Regions from separate parts of the Mus musculus genome. Here region 2 is linked to region 1. The links are chromatin contacts, called in public promoter capture Hi-C maps. All regions are on one chromosome and are shown on one strand. The core of a region is the stretch at or near the end of the contact, and the rest is flanking DNA. Distances in the headings are between cores, read along the strand shown.

Evidence for each region. Promoter capture Hi-C pulls out the DNA fragments that hold promoters and counts their contacts.
Region 2: a promoter capture Hi-C map of pre-B cells shows a contact between it and region 1, with 5 times the contacts expected there. The contact joins the promoter of Ifna1 here to the promoter of Haus6 in region 1.

What each region holds. Positions count from the first base shown.
Region 1 is chr4:86,610,742-86,613,371 of GRCm38.p6, reverse strand. It overlaps Haus6 (HAUS augmin-like complex, subunit 6), which reads left to right and starts at 1,317. Exons shown (of 17, transcript NM_173400.3): 1 at 1,317-1,686. The coding sequence starts at 1,559.
Region 2 is chr4:88,848,798-88,851,427 of GRCm38.p6, reverse strand. Ifna1 (interferon alpha 1) reads right to left here and starts at 1,341. Exons shown (of 1, transcript NM_010502.2): 1 at 772-1,341. The coding sequence starts at 1,341. The coding sequence ends at 772.

The sequences.
Region 1 (2,630 bases), core at 68-2,567:
CGACTTAATAGGAGTCCCAGTAAAAATGAGCTTAATAATCACAGATAAAATTTTAGGAATTCTTATAGGATCATCATGATGACTTAAGTCATCTATTTGTCTATATGGCATCACTACAAGACAATACATCTTCATGGATCTGCAGAGATCTGCTCCAAAGGGGTGTGCTACTACTTAGTGATTGTTATATATTTTTAATAATAACAGGAAAAGCAATATTAATAGCAGGAATCTTCCCTAAAATGAATTCCTTACAGCCTTGCTTAATAAGGGTGCACCTGTCGCAGGTCATCTAATAATCCGAAGTAGACCACTTCAGGATGATGCTTGTCCCATTATGACTCCTGACACTCAGCAGAGAGACAGACTTTGTTGTAGTTGTTATTCGAGATAGGGTTTCTCTGAATAGCTCTGGCTGTCCTGGAACTCACTCTGTAGACCAGGCTGGCCTGCAACTCAGAAATCCGCCTGTCTTCTCCTCCCAAGTGCTGCCCGGTGAGAGACAGATTTCTAGTACAGCAAGTTGAAGTATGGCTGGTGGTGCCTCCCACAAAGATGGAGAGCATTCCAGAATTAGGAATTCAGGGTCATCTTCCTTTGGGAAGGGAGTTCAAGGCCAGAGGAGGCTAAAAGAAATCTCGACTTGCAACCTCCACGACCAAAGAAACATTTGATAATAAAAATTTTGCCAAGCACTCTAGATGAGGTGATCAATGAACAACTCCATCGGCCCCTGTGACTCTTGCCCATTAATTCATATAGTAGGAAGGCAGGTACAGTCTTCGACGCCAGACTGCGCTACATAAAGTTAGAGCTACATAGCAAGATCCTGCCTTTTTGGTTTTGCTTTGTTTTATTTCGAGACAGGGTTTCTTTGTGTAGCTCTGGCTGTCCCGGAAATCAGTAGTGTTCTCGAACTAACAAAGTTCTTCTCCTCTGAGTACTGGGATTAAAGGAGTACACCGCTGCCTCCACCGGACAAGACCCTGTCTTAAAATAAAGGAAAAGATGATTTGTTTAGGGCCATACACCTGCATCACTCACTATAAGGAGCTACAATGTAGCTTTTACTGAACAGCAATCACAACCCGAGCAACAGAAACCTAAAACGCAAAGAATCCGGAACTAAGGCCGGGAGGGCTCTAGAAAACACCCGGTTTCCGGACCTTGGGGCAATTGGCTGGTCACGCAATGCTTTGTGGGTCTTATAGTTTCTCTCAGGGACTTCATGTGCCCGGAGACAGGGATGCATTGCATGGTGGGAGATTGAGTCCTCTTAGGAAGACCAGTCCCGGAAGTCGGGACTGCGCCTGCGCCTGCGCAGTGTAGTCTTCCGCAAGCGCGGGAGTCTTGGTTTGCGTGGAGCGCTGCAGTCACTGTCTGTTTTTCTGGGCGCGTTCGGCCTTTTGTGGTGGGATGGCTCTCGGAGAGGAGGCAGCGGGCGGCCGCCGCAGAGGGGTTGTCGTCACCCCGGGATGCCTGTAGGAGGGGTCCAAGGGTCCTCACGGCTTCGGTGCCTTCGTTTTCCTCCGTCACAGTCGCCCTGCCCGTGGAAAGCATGAGCTCGGCCCGGGACTCCGCTTTCGAGAAGCAGCATCTCTGGATGTACCTGCAGGCGCTGGGCTTGGATCCGAGCTCCAGCATCACGTTCGGCGGGAAGATGGTGCCGCACGCGCACCTTGGAGAGTAAGGAGATCTGGGGCGGTGGCGCGGTCCTTGGCGTCCAGTCACTGGCGGCAGAACCCTGTGGTGGGGGACTGGTCGTCACCAGTGTAAGGGATGCGGGTGCGGGACGCTTTAGAGGCGTGCTCTGCAGTTGAGGCACAACGGCGGGCCCGCTTAACCCTGCCTTCGTGGTCTGTAGTTGGTGGGAGGCGTCGGGGAACTATATATGCAAACATCTTATAAGTAGTTAACTGTGGGTTTAAACTTTGAATCCGAACTAAAACATGTTACAGCTAGCAAAAACATAATAATGTGTGGGAATGAAAATCAAAAGCCGATACCCTTTCCTTTGCCACTTCAGTTATGGTTGCGATCACAAAAAGAAATACTTTGTTTATATTTGTATACTTTAGACACGAGCTTCCGGTTTCAGGCCCCCTTTCCTCCTTATAATTTAATGGAAAGAATGATTCTATTATTACTATATCACCATCATCACCATTATTACTATTTTTTTTTTTCGAGACAGGGTTTCTCTGTATAGCCCTGGCTGTCCTGGAACTCACTTTGTAGACCAGGCTGGCCTTGAACTCAGAAATCCGTCTGCCTCTGCCTCCCAAGTGCTGGGATTAAAGGCGTGCGCCACCACCGCCCGGCTACTATTATTTTTATTTTGAGACAAAACCCCCCTCTCTGTAGTAATGGGAGGTGTGCTGGGATTTTAATTCCATCGCCTTGCTCCTCCAGATTGCTGTTTTGCTTGCTTGTATGTCTTGTGTGAGGTTGTCAGATCTTCTGGGACTGGAGTTACAGTTTAGATCTGCCATGTGGATTCTGGGAATTGAACCCGTGTCTTTTTGGAGGCGCAGACACTGTTAGTAACCTGAGACATCTCTCCAGTCTCAATGAATTTTGTCTTTTGTTTGATTTTTGTTTTTGTTTGTTTGTTTATTTTTCAAGACAAG
Region 2 (2,630 bases), core at 92-2,591, 2.2 Mb before region 1:
CTCCCACCCCCAGGACAGTATCTCTTCCCCTTCTTCCTTCTTCCCTTCCCCTTCTCCCTAGTCCTCTATCGCCTGTCCTTGTCTTATTCTTGGTCCTTTGTCTTTCCAGGTCAGGTAAATGACCTTTGTGCTAAGAACATGGTTGTGGAGTGTCTTGTAGAAATACCGATCCCTTTACACAGTTTGACAGGAGCAAGATCTTATGCCTGATCCCTGAACAGTGTGTTGTCTGGGCATTCAGAAGAATACAATACACAGGAGAAAAGAAAAGACGTAGGAATTAACCATGAATGGATGAGAAATAAATCTAATCGCCTGAACACTATGCAATGTCATATGTAACTACAATACTTGGAAGCTTGATTATGTATATAATTTCTTTACTGAAAAATACCAGTATACACAACATAAAATTTTAAAATAATTAAAGAATGAACAAATAAAACAAGTTACATTTAGTAATAATTTATAAAAAACATAACTTTACCAAATTATGCTGCAATATATGTTACATCACACAGATAGTTAAATAAGTGAATAAATAAACACAAATAAATAAATAAATAAATACATACAAGCATACATACATACATGCATACATACATGTATACATAGAACTGAATTGAAAGAGAACAAGTGCCTTTACAGAAATATTTAGGCAAATTGTTTGAATTCCTGCCAAAATGAATGACAGTTTTGAGATGACAGAGATATGAGCAGAGAGGTACAGTGTTCTAGTCTGGAAGAGTCCTCTACACTTTGGCTCAGGACTCATTTCTCTTCTCTCAGTCTTCCCAGCACATTGGCAGAGGAAGACAGGGCTCTCCAGACTTCTGCTCTGACCACCTCCCAGGCACAGGGGCTGTGTTTCTTCTCTCTCAGGTACACAGTGATCCTGTGGAAGTATTTCCTCACAGCCAGCAGGGCATCTTCCTGGGTCAGGGGAAATTCCTGCACCCCCACCTGCTGCATCAGACAGCCTTGCAGGTCATTGAGCTGCTGGTGGAGGTCATTGCAGAATGAGTCTAGGAGGGTTGTATTCCATGCAGCAGATGAGTCCTTTGATGTGAAGATGTTCAGGATCTGCTGGGTCAGCTCACTCAGGACAGGGATGGCTTGAGCCTTCTTGATCTGCTGGGCATCCACCTTCTCCTGCGGGAATCCAAAGTCCTTCCTGTCCTTCAGGCAGGAGAGAGGGGAGAGTCTCCTCATTTGTACCAGGAGTGTCAAGGCTCTCTTGTTCCTGAGGTTATGAGTCTGAGGAAGGTCACATCCTAGAGAGCAGGTTGGCCAGTAGCTCAGCACCGCCAGGACCATCAGGAAAGCACAGAGCCTAGCCATGGTGAGTGTTGCCAAAGCTTCTGGTCTTCTGGACTGTTTGGTCCTGATCCTTCCCCTCTAGGTTCTCTGAAGACCATCCTGGGTGAATGTGTCTTAAATAGGGCAAACACTGGTTTTTACTTTCTGAATGCCCTTCCATCACTTTCCACTTGTCTTTTCACTTTCTTTAACTCATTCTCTGCTTGCGTCTGGGTGTTTTCTAAACCATTGTGGTTTTCATTATTGCTTCCTCTTTCACTGGTCCTCATCAAAAGCTTTCTTACATTTCTTTTCCTAATTTGAATTTTCATTAACTGTTACAGTACTGATAAACTGTCCTTACTTGAAATTTACATATTTAGTATAAATCAAAGTTTTCTGTAAAATAGTCTACAAACATTAACCAAATTGATTTTATAATTAATTATTATTTTATTTATATTGCTTACAGAGTATTTAAATCATAATACAAGGTATGGTTGCATGTTTCTCTCAATTAATATACATTGAAGCAAAGGGATACTTTAAAAGTTCCCAATATTTAAAGTCCTAAAATTGGTTTTTTGAGTTACCTTCATTAAAAGTAACATAAATTTATATGAAGCTTGATTTAATAATCACTGTACATTAGTTATTTATCTGATAATTTTAGTGCCATCAGGAGGATGCAGGGTGCACAAAGCTTGCTATTAAACTCAATGAGCTGAGTGTGAACCCACAGTTGCATTAGAGAACCAGTGCATGTACAAGAGCCGTGATCACAACATTCACAACATTACAGGTTTGTGCATTCTCTCTCTCTCTCTCTCTCTCTCTCTCTCTCTCTCTCTCTCTCTCCCTTTCTCACTCTTTCTCTCTTCCCCCTCTCTTTCTCTCTCTCTCTCATTCACACACACATACAATCACACAGAATTACACATTCACACAAACACTCATTTGTGACAAAGGCACCTCATGTGGGTTGTTACCCTCTACCTGCATTCTTCTTTGACACACTGAATTCTTTCAGTTTAAGATTTCTTCTCTGTGGTTATAGCACCTTTTCCCTGATTTTTCTCTTTCATTGCATGGAATGTTGTTCTGATTTTATTTGTTATATTTATACATAGTCTTTTAGCTACCTGTGTCTCTGACTATCGCTTTCAAATCTTTTTCAAGCAATTCAAAACTTTGCTCTTTCTCTCAGAAATCTACCAGGATCTTGCACATTCTTGGTTCTAAAGCACCTGACAAAAGAAATCCCAGTTGATTTATACTCCTAACAGACCAGTATTTGCTCCACAGTGTCTGCTTGGAGATCCTCATTTTTT